Regions from separate parts of the Gossypium hirsutum genome. Here region 1 is linked to region 2. A link is a contact called in public Hi-C data. All regions are on one chromosome and are shown on one strand. Each heading gives the region's core, a stretch centred on a gene start, on an enhancer-like site or on the middle of the called end of the contact. The rest is flanking DNA. Distances are from core to core; before and after follow the strand shown.

Evidence for each region. Hi-C and Micro-C count contacts between places; a contact is called where the count stands out from the background.
Region 1: a Hi-C map of leaf shows a contact between it and region 2, with 4 times the contacts expected there. The contact joins two enhancer-like sites. A contact is called at or near these places in 9 of 34 Hi-C or Micro-C datasets (callus, leaf and seedling).

Annotation. Positions count from the first base shown.
Region 1 is chrD10:6,450,194-6,456,204 of Gossypium_hirsutum_v2.1, reverse strand. LOC107915674 (ubiquitin carboxyl-terminal hydrolase 6) reads left to right here. Exons shown (of 21, transcript XM_041103216.1): 10 at 1,241-1,266; 11 at 1,269-1,348; 12 at 1,767-1,815; 13 at 1,818-1,854; 14 at 2,092-2,116; 15 at 2,118-2,162; 16 at 2,647-2,727; 17 at 2,814-2,909; 18 at 3,003-3,054; 19 at 3,377-3,493; 20 at 3,544-3,618; 21 at 3,780-4,335. The coding sequence ends at 3,874. Among protein-coding and RNA genes, the nearest start is that of LOC107916350, 27 kb to the right of the region's middle. Within about 2 kb of position 2,309, at least 1 of the 9 cell types and tissues checked has an H3K27ac peak or open chromatin away from gene starts, as enhancers often do.
Region 2 is chrD10:6,411,271-6,417,133 of Gossypium_hirsutum_v2.1, reverse strand. LOC107916351 (serine/threonine protein phosphatase 2A 55 kDa regulatory subunit B beta isoform) reads right to left here. Exons shown (of 15, transcript XR_005919583.1): 7 at 5,801-5,863; 8 at 5,469-5,592; 9 at 4,851-4,974; 10 at 4,082-4,150; 11 at 3,895-3,986; 12 at 3,715-3,792; 13 at 3,535-3,602; 14 at 3,151-3,375; 15 at 2,436-2,656. Among protein-coding and RNA genes, the nearest start is that of LOC107916351, 8.0 kb to the right of the region's middle. Within about 2 kb of position 1,508, at least 5 of the 9 cell types and tissues checked have an H3K27ac peak or open chromatin away from gene starts, as enhancers often do.

The DNA of each region.
Region 1 (6,011 bases), core at 1,060-3,559, 38 kb before region 2:
ATAATATTCATGGCAAACATACAAATCACACATAATAATATTCAATTTAAAACATATAAATGTACAATTTAGTTACACGAACTTAACTGGCTAAATTGCAGAAATACTAAAGTTCAAGGGCATTTTGGTAATTTTATATTTGCCTCGATTTTTCACCCGATTTTGATCTAAATTAATAATTTCATTCAATATATTAATTTAAACAATAAAACAATTTCATTTCATGTAATTTGGTTATTTTTGACATTTTTATAAAATTACCCCTAAAGTTTTACTTTTATTCAATTTAGTCCATGAACCCAAAACATGCAAATTAACCATTTTTAATACAAATCCAAGCTAGTTGAATATTAGTGACATTCAATACAGTTCATTTTTGTAATAATTTCACAACAAACCCTTGTATTTTTATTATTTCAACAATTTAATCCTAAAATCAATATTTAACAAAATCACTTTATAAAATCATCATACAATATAATCAAAGCTCTAAATCCATGTTATTCATCAAAAACATATAATATTTATCAATGAAAACTTCCAAAATTTTTAATACAATAAAAAACTAAGGTAAGGTTTAGTTGGATCTAATTGTAACAATTTTAAAAACATAAAAATTACAAGAAACGGGTAAGAATTGAACTCACATGAAGCAAATATGCAAAACCAGCTGAAGGAGCTCTCTTAGGGTCTGTTTGAACTGAAAATATGCCGCCTCAACTTTTCATTTAGGCATAATTGCTATTTAGGTCTTTCTTTATTTATTACTCATGCTATTTAATCACTTAATTATTATAATTAGCAAGTTTTGCACCTTTTTCAATTTAGTCATTTTTAATTAATTAACTATCAAAACGTTAAAATTTTTCAAAGAAACTTTAATACCGGCTTATTAACACTCCATAAATATTTATAAAAATATTTACGGCTCGATTTATGGAAACGAGGTCTCGATACCTCATTTTCTAAAACCACTTGACCTAATAAATTATTATAAAATACAAATTATCAATTCAAAAACTTTTTTTTAAATCGATATTTGACTCGTAAATATTAAATAATAAAATTTACGAGTTTACTCGCTAGATTTGGTAGTCTCGAATCACTGTTTCCGACATCATTGAAAATCGAGCTATTACAAATGCATTGTACAATTCACAAATTTTCTTCTGCACATTTCTATCTTATGTGTACTTGACAATTTACCCTTTTGTATTATGAACCTCTGTGCAACCACTAGGATTCATTGCCAAGAGAGCAGTGAAGAAATTTTGAGACAGAATCAATTTATTCTCTAAAATGCCATATTTCGCAGGAAGTGAACCATTTGCACGAAGGTCTAAAACATGTAAGTTATATCAACTATCTTCTTCCCTATTCTATATATGATTAAGTATATTGATTCCTGCATGCAATGTTTTTCTTTTGATAGTCTCACTTGTCAACTTTGTGCCCAAATTTTGGGACGGATATTATGTTCAATGCTCTTGCTGCTGATTGGATTTCTAATCTGCATTGGTTTAGCTTTTTAAAATTAATAATAATAATAAAACAAATAACAAATTTACAATATTGGAATTATTTAACCTTTCTCCAGTGAGGGGTTTATCCTAGCCGCTTTGCCATGCATGTCAAACTACAAATCAATTTTAGTTTCTTTTATTGTTCACCCTTTAATAGCTTCATCATTAATGAGATGAAGAAAATTGTTCTTAATCCATTGATAGTGCCATAGTGGACATGATTAATAAGGCCTTTATAATTAGGGTTTGAAATCAGAATTGGAAAAAGCTTCTCCTGCCCTGGGGCACAGTGCAATTACTTCAAGGAGTCCCAGATTAATGGTTTGCCAAGGTAATGGCTTCTTTATTGTCCTCTCTCTCTCTCTCTCTCTCTCTATATATATATATATACACACATATTCATATTTTGTACTTTTGTACCATAGTCTGCTAAAATATCATGTGGCATTTCTTTCACTGATGTAGATGCCATTTTCTGTTTTGATGTTTCATAACTTCCATGTTTCCACCCATCTTTTTGAAGAGAAAATTGTTTGACAACTCCTTTGTTTTTGTATGAATTCTGAAGGTACTTGACTATTCAGTTCGTGCGTTTTTTTCTGGAAGAGGGAGTCGAATCAAAAGGCTAAGATATTGCATGCATGTTTTCACAAATAATTAATTATTTTTGTTTAACCAGCTGGGGATGACTTAGTAAAGGCTAAAAAAATTGAGACCCTTATTATATCTAAGTTCTAGAAAAAGCACCTGCACTACATGGCAGGTCTACTATTATAAAATATATATAAAAAATCTTTTTTGATTTAATATTAGAAAGTACTGTTCATGCTGTTATGATATCGTTTCTTTTCTGTAAAGTGTTTACAAATGTGTATCTTCAAAAATTCAAGCAGTTAATAGAAAAATATTAACACCTCAATTCAACTCAGAGAGTATAAATATATTTCTTTGTGTTACTAAGTTTTAATCTCTTATTATATGTTATATGCAATTATTGGTAGTTTTGTGACGCTTATAATATGTTTTTTTAATAACTTTGAAATAGATGAACATACCTTTAGACACCTCACACCTTTAATCTTATCGTGGGACACTTATTAAATGATGTCTTTCCCTTTTTCAGAAAGTGGATTATCCACTGGAGTTGGATGTTTATGATTTGTGTTCAGATGAACTTCGCAAACTATTGGAAGGTCCTCGCCAGGTAGTCATTTTTGCCTTATCTGGATGAAATTCTGAATTTCAATTTTGCAATCATTGACCAACTTTCACTTGGTATGCAACTTTTAGCTTCTGAGGGATGATGAAGGTAAAAAGCTTGGTTTGAAAGCTAATGAGAAGAGCTCTGGCTCAAAAGATGGTGATGCCAAGATGACTGATGCAGAGGTGTGAGATCACATGATTTAGCTATAAGCGCAAACACAAATGTCAGTCCTTCATAGTTGTGCTTGAATGGTTCTTTTTATCTTATGCATGCAGGGGTCATCAAATGCAGGTGGAGAATCATCTGCTACTACATCTCAGGAAGGTAAAAGACTCTTTATGACCTGATCTTTTGTCTGCCTGACCTGTCTGTGTTTGCGGTTTACTCCCTGGTCCAGATGCTTATATATGCTACGATGAAAATAGATTTCCTCTTTTACTTAGTATCTGATGATTAAATTTGAGATTATTTGAGTTTCTAAAGCCCATTTTACAGGGCAATTTCCTTAATAGGGAAGCTCTTGAATAACTACTTTGAAATTGTGCACCATAGCTATTCTCTGTAAAGATACAATTATATTCCTCCAATAATAAATGAGATACTTTAGAAAATAGTTGACAGACTGACTTCTCACTTTGTTTTTTTAGCGGTTCCTCTGACAAGGAAACAAGTTTAACTGGGATTTATGATTTGGTTGCTGTGCTGACCCACAAATGGTCAGTTTTCTGGAAATAGTTTTATTGGGACTCTATTTCTATGCCATTTGGTTTATGTATTTATGGTTGTACTATATGTAATAATTGTCCCTAATCACAGGGAAGTGGATTGAATTTGATGACGATAAGCCTATTCCACAGCAGGAGGAAGACATCGTTAAACTGTCTGGAGGAGGTAATCTCGACCTGACTTTAATAAAATCCTAACCTGCCGTGCTTATTAGCCAACAAGTACTGCTGTTCTTTTATTTTGAATTGACAATTCATTTCATCGACTCACTCATGTGTTGTTCTTTTAACTGGGATCTTTTTTCCTCCTCCTGTTTTCGGTTTTAGGTGCACACATCTGCGTGTATAAGGCTCGTACTGTTTCAATGTACCTTTTATACATCATCATCATCATCACTTGCATTCGGTGTGCTTTAAACTGATTGAATTTTAGAAACAATATAGTGGTATTTCCTTCTTAGATGATTCAAGAAGAGCCTAAAATGTTTGTTGGTTAACACTGCATGCCACTTCAAGCTTATGAAACATTTGTTTTCAAAGTTGTAGGCTGAAATATAACGTTCGGTGACGATTGGTGCGGGGCCTCTGATTTTTGTGAGAATTTGTTATAATGTTTCAACTCTTTGACCGCTGTGATCCAATTAGCGACTTGACTCAGATTTAAATGATTATAAATACAAAGTTAAAACAGTATCACTAGTAACAAAATTCACCCTCCTTTGTGTGCTACCAAGCAATTTTCGAGCTGGTGGGAAGAAGATGGGGAAATTATCAAGTCCAGGATTAGTATAGAAGTATGATAAACTTGAGGGACTATTATGAGAATATTTCATTTTATAAATTTGAGCATGTATATGGAAGTTGAGAGTAAGAAATGACTTGAATGCCATTTTGAAATTATAGTTAAAAATAATGATATTTTTAAATAAAAAATTATTTTATTTTTATAACAAAATGCCATGTGGATTGGACTTATTTTGCTAAATAATGTTGCATTGGATAATACAAAAACTAGTACATCTCCCAAAAATGATTCACTTTTTAATTTTTTTAAAGTTTTAATAACTAAAATAATAAAATAATGTAACTTAATATTTCAAGAAAACAACCTATTAAAATATAATTTTAAAATGAACGGGACATAACTGGTTGCTGAAAAAGCCCTCCCATTCCATAAGCCATTTTGTGCCGTTTCGGCGAAAAAGAAAAAAACAATCTCCAACTTTTCATTTTAATTGTTAACATTTCAATGGTTCCATTTGCATATCTGAGAATTTATTTTTTTAATTTTTTTTAAAAATATTTTATTAAATTCAGCAAATCATTAACATTATGTTTGGTTGGATGGAACCAGCTACACGTTCAGGTACTTATAACATTTGTTTGGTCCATTGTAACTAAATATTATGGTATTACTGTTTAAGGCTCTATTTTGTGTGAATGTTTGAACAGTATTTAGAGCAACCCCCTTTCTAAACTTTCAAAATCCCCTCTCTTCTCTTTTTTGGTATTTTCCTTTCGGAGTTCAAAAAGCATGAAAGTTCCCTTTGTTGCATCTTCTCTGCTATCGACAAAGATACTCAAAAACTACTCCCCAAGTGACATCACGAGCAGCCTATTTATAGGTTGATGCAAGAGTCCATCCAATAAAGTTTTGAGAAGCTTTAAATTCCTATTTAAAAGCTAAAATTATCCCATTGATTATCTTGAGTATTTATTCAATAACTCCCAAACTCTCACAAGAGGTAAGGATAATGATAAGGATAAACATTTTCAACACTTTAAACTTCTTAATATGATCATTTGAAGAGTCCTAGACAAAAATCAACTGTTATTTTGTCAAACATGTCACTCCTTAGTAGGCCAAAAAGGTCAAACATCCATGAGGTCGAAATAGCCTAGGACCTAAGCATAATTTGTTCTTTATTCGAATAGAACATGGAACAAGCAAGTCAAAAACTTTAATAGTTTGGAGTGCAAGACTGCTTGCAATTCTTCCAAGGTGTCAATGTTTTGGAAACGAAAGATTTTTTGTTTTGAGTGGAACAAAAATTAGCCTCGAATCAAAACAACCAATGCCATAACCAGACAACAATTTCAAATGATAATTTAATTATACTACGAAGGCAATAACGATATCAGAGATTGCTTTTGGCATATACTTCGATGGCATAAGTAGATATGGATACAGATGTACCATAACGACAAATGGATATAGACATACCATATCTACTTATGTCATCAAAGTATATGCCAAAAGTAATATTCGGTATCGTTGTTGCCTTTGTAGTATAATTGAATTACCATTTGAAATCGTTGCCCGATTATGTCATTGGTTGTTCTAATCAGAGATTGATTTTTGTTTCACCTAAAAAAAAATTCTTTCGTGTCGAAAACATAAGACACCTTAAAAGAATTGCAAGCAATCTTGCACCCAAACCATTAACCACTTTAGGTCCTTTTGTTGCTCGACATGTTGAAGATAGCTCATCACCACTACCACATTTGCGTACATTCCTCTTCAAGAAAAAAAAATAAAAATAATTCTCAAAATGTAAG
Region 2 (5,863 bases), core at 259-2,758:
AATAAATTTGATCGTCGATAAAAGGAACTATCACTTTAAGCAAGATCATGCTGATAATGTGTTATAAAATAAAGAGAGATAGGGAAAATAAAGAACAAAAAAAACATGAAAGCAACAGAGAATGTATTTTATTGATCAAAAGGGGTGATTACAATGTTTCATCATAGTCTCTATTTATAGGCATAAGAAGTATAGAAGAAGTAGAGATCTAATTCTAATAACTATTAGAATTTAAAGTAGACATCTACTTAATAAGATATTCATAACAGTTAAAATATTTTAAAAAAGTTTTTGAACTTCAGATATTTATTTACACGAGCATTTATACACAAATATTACGTTAAAAATTTATATAATCCAATATTTTAATTTATTTCATTTTTAAGAACAAATTAATAATGAAAGTAGTATTAATATGAAGGATAATATAAAAAAGAAAAAGAAAAGGTGTTATTTTGAGGGGAAAATTATGTTTGCAAACCCTAAAAAAATGAGCAGCGACTGATTTGAGTAGTCTTAGTGGGTATTTTGCTCCATTTTTATATTTTATATATATTGTAAAAGATGTTTTCAATCGTCATATGCAGATTCGATGCCTTAAACCCATTAAAATAAGCTTTGAATGCACGACTGTGTCCTCCATTTGCGTGTACTTCAAAGACCAAAAATTCCATTTGGCTACTAAAATTTGCTAAAATGTCAAATCAAAATTTACGAGCATCATATTTCTTTTATGGAATTTCTAAAAAGATTGTTTAAAGAAATTCAAGATAAACATATGTACATGTTACTAAATTATTAGTATGTTTATATATTGGTTACTCAACTTTAGAAAGTTATGAAATAGCTACAAAATAGTTATTGAACTATTCAGAAGTTTTCATTTAAGTCATTAGGTTATTCTTTTTTTCTCTTTCTTTCTTTTAAAAGTATGGTTGATGAGCTCTAAGTGACGATTTGACAAACAATAACATGGAACAATATCTATTGATGAGTAGAACAATGTAGCAATGATTCAAGTTAATTTGATGATTACTGTTGGAGATTGAAGAATAAAGTTGTTCAGGTTTTGATTTACAGATTCGTGATATTGAAAACTATTTCATAAAAAAAAAGTTAAACTGTAGAGGAGGATATGAGAGCTTTTAATTGGTGTCGGCAATACAAATAGAGAAGACCATAAAGTGACGATTTTAACAGCCTAATAACTTAAACAAAAACTTTCAAATACCTTTTGAATTTGATAAATTTATAAGTAATATAATTTACCCAAAAGTATGAAGTAGCACAAGACAAATCCAAGGAAGATGAAGGAAATAATGAAGGTGATGGGTTTAGGTGAAGTGTTAAGGAATTGAATGGTGTGATGAAACATGGGTGCCATAAATACCTCTCTGTCAGTAGCACAATTAAATAAAAAAACCCCATGTGTTAGTAGTTCAACTGATAACAAAATGGAATTGTAGCTGTTCTCAACACCCTTGGGCCCTCAAAACAATAGCTTGGGTTGCAACTGTTGAAGCCCCCACAATCAAGAGCATGATAGAGATATTATTAGGAACAGTAGTAATTCCCCAACAACTCAACCAGTGTCTGATCTTCTTATTTTAGTTTATTTTTGTTTTCCACAAATCTAACCAACTATAATGTTTTAGAGCAGTGTTGAAATACCCCCGTAAACTCTTGTTTTCCTTCCCTAACGCAAGCCCAAATACTTCCTTCAATACAGAGTGTTCTTATCATTAATTAATGAAAAGCCAGAACAGAAACTTTAATTTTTTAAAATAATATTTATGCATTTTTCTCATTTTGTATATATTTTGTATTTTTAATCAGTTTTTAATTTTTTATTTTTTTTGATTTTAATAATAAAAATTAAATTGATAAAATATGTAAACATTGAGCGCTAAACTTCTCAAACTTAGAATTCAATTGACAAAATATGTAAATATTAAGAGCTAAATTTATCATTATATCAATTAGAAGACCACATCATCTTTCTGTTGACTGTTTAATGGAGAAATGACCAAAATATTTAAATTTATTAACATTGGTAATGAAATTGAAAATATTTGAATTATAACTATTAACACATAAACACGTTAATAATTGGTTGACCTACTTTTCTAAGGTGAAAGATTAGGTAAAAAGCTTAGTCATTTTTACTTATAACAGCTAATTATATGATCCAAATCTCTACAAGCAAATATAATCAATAAGGCAAGGAATTGGATATTTGGTGCTGCCATGCAAGCATTATGCAACAAGATCGATAACATCCCACTAGGGAGTTTGAGCATTACTGGAAACTACTTGTGGTTATTACAACAGGGTTTTCTTTGCTTGGAGAAGGTAATACTTGTTTTCAAAGCTTAGTGCATGATTAAGCAACTGATTCTAATCAAATCTGAAGTGGGTTTATAATTGAATTTCAATGAGAACCAAAACTTAACTTTCCTTGAGCTAATGGTGATTACATGGTACAACAAAGTATTGTAAATAAAGTGGGGGTTAAAGGACAATTCGAGATATAATAACATCCAACAAGTCTAAAATCTAAATCCCAACATCGACAACCCATTCTTTGTATACAGATCTTCGTCTTTTTAAAGTTGGGTATTTGGAGTCAAAATTCCAGTGTCATTTGGGGCAAAACCTAGTCACAAAAATCAATGGAGAAACAGATGAAGTTCCAAAACATGAGAAAAGAATCAATAAAAAAAATTGATAGACTGAAAGTATCAACAGATTCTCCCCCACCAAGATTTTTTAGTTAAAAAATTATAAAAAAAAAGGAAGACTAACATTTTACCTTAAAACCTAGTGGCAAATACTGAACATTCTATAGTTACAATCACATTCTCTGGTAACTTCAACCCAACACAAATCTAGAAACATACTCCCATCTTCTATTTTAGAAGATTGGGGATGAGGGGGTGATAAAAAAGATGAGAACAGGAATAAGGGATCTTTTGCGGTTCGGGAGGGAGGAGAGAAAAAGGGAATCAGCTGCCCCACCCAGGAACAAACACAAGTTGCTTCTTCATGGATCTGTGGCAACCATTTCTTGATCTTTTGATACAATGGCATGTGCTATGGGTTTTAGGGGCATCTGAAAGTGTGAGAATCTATGTGTAACCTTTAACTCACCAGTTTTGGGGGAAAGGAAAAAAGGAGCTTTTGCCATCAGCAACCCAACAAAAAGTTAACCATGCAAATACATTTCTTGGACCATCTTTTATGCATAGTACATGTACAAGCTATTTGCAGCAGCACAGGCTATTGAGTTTTCGGTTGGGTGCCATGCTAGGTGCAGCAACTTTGTTGTGAAATCGAAAGAATTTCCATTTGCATCTACTCCAGAGGTTTCAGCCCCTGGTACAACAAATTCAACCAGATAGCAGCATTTCAGTACAAATCAATAACCACTGCCCCCCACCCCCCCTCCACCCAAAAAAAAAAAATAATAAATAAAAGAAACAACTGCAAAGTTAACAAGTCATAGAAGGCAACAAACAAACACCAAATCACTACCTCGTCTAACAACACGTGTTATACTGCTTAGGGATCTGGAGGGCCTTGAGGGCATCTGAACCTGTCTCCTGAAAAGACATGGATGTTTATGACTAATAACAATCTAACATCAATATGGAAACCATAAATCACATTTCACAACACTCCTTATCTTTTGCTCAGCTAGAGTGTATATTTTACCTCACTGGATTTTTGCTGGCTTCCAAAGTAGTTGCCTCTGTGCTTCCAGGGGCACAACCAAATACACGGAATAGATTGCTGAAATCACAGAGGAATTGCATATATTATGTTACATGGAAGAAGAAGAAGATGAAGAAGAAGAAGAAGAACAAAAGACTAAATGATTTGTTCAGAACAGACCTGTAGGAACCTGTTGCCACACGCAATCCATCACCACTTAGGCAACACTCAAATTTGTCAAAGATAGAATCATTTTCGTACAAATCACATAGCTGAAACAATTAAAGAATGGGATAATCAGCTCTGAGTGACATGGCACGACCCAGATATGACTAATTTGATCTGTTTCAGAAGATAGAAATCATACCTTAGGTCTCAAATATTCATGAACCTGGAAAGTTGAAACTGGACCAGAATCCATATTGATGTCCCACAGCTACAACCAAGTGATACATAATCAAAGTTAGATGATAAATCCTAAGATCCCCATTAAACAAGACATCAAACATATACGATATGAAGAACAAAATCAATTATCAAGTTTCAAACCACCATCAGAAGTCTTACAGCTGAAAGGAAGTAGGAAATATGGTGAGAATTCAACATACAAAGATCAAAACATCGAAACAAAATGGCACGTGATTGATTCAAATAGAGAATGGAGAACAAAATCATATACAGCAATTTACTTTAAAAACAGTGAACTTGTCTATACATGCTCAAATACTGAATGGAAGAAGCTACCAAAACATTTACTCTCACCCCACCTTTTCATGTCTTCATGATAAGCTCTCTACGAGATAAACAAAATTTGAGTATTTGATTCCTAGCCAAAATACCAACAAAACCAATTGTTGTATTCAATTTTAATCAATTTGTGTTAAACGTTTGCAAACAAGAATCTTTAAAGACAGATAATTGCAGCGAAAGGTTTTAAAAGCTTCATGATCAAATTCTGTCAATGTCTTGCAAGATGAGCCAAAGGATAATTACATTAGGGATTCAACAGCATAGAAAGTCCTCATGGTGTGCTTAAGAAAAATTGCATGCATAATGTGACGTTCAGGCAATGCAAAGTATAATTATATATATCAAAGGGGAAACAAGGGGACAAACAAAATGAAACAAAGCCAAACCTTAAGAGTCATGTAATCACGGCTAAGCATATATCTTCCGTCCTTTGCAAATTTAATATCTGAGATCGAGGCAATTATCTCTGTAAAAAATGATCTAGAACCAGGTGCCTCTGGTTCTTCAAATCTGTCACCATAGAGTAGTACTTATTATTCACAGAAAGGATACTGAAAGCAAATAACAACTGGATCCTCTTCATACCAGGAATGGTATTTTACTATTTAGGTAAAAACTGGAATTGTAAGTTGAGGTGGCAAATTAAACCCAAAGCCCTGTGCAAACCCCAAATCTGAACCTTCCCAAACATTTGACCAAAAAAGTCAAAGACCCAAACCCGATAAAATCTGAACCTGAAAAGAACTGAATCTGAAAAAACCTGAACTCAAAAAGCAAGCTAAAATGGTTTTTTTATCTTTCATAAAAATCTAAAAAAATTATATAACTAGCCCAAACACAAACTCAACTAAAATAAAAAAGGATTTGAATTTGAAAAAAACTGAACATGAAAGGGCTGAAGTCCAAAACAGCGCAAACCCAAACAACCCAAACTACCAGTTTGTCACCTCTTAAGTGCAAGTAGATTCAGCAAAAAAAAAAAACCAAAAAAGTAAGACACTTACAATTTGGCATGAAAATCACACAAAGCTGACTGCCGCAAATCAATGAGACGAATTGAGCCTTTTGAACTACTATACGCTAACATATTACAGTGGGTAGGGTGGAACTCTGCCGATGTTATAACCTCTGCAAAGATAGAAATAGTAATAGTTCAAACCTCAACAAACCTTACAGTTGAACAAACCTAGGAACCTAAAACGAACTATTAACCCAAAAGGTGCTTGACAGGAACTTATCACGAGCACACTTTTATGAATTTCTTAAATAGAATTGAAGTTGCAAATACAATAACTGAAGCAGCAGAGAAGAAATAACAATATGCTAAGAGGCTTACCAGTTAGATCCTCCATGTTTGCAGGCTTTACATCAACGATATTGAAACTTTGATTGCTGATTT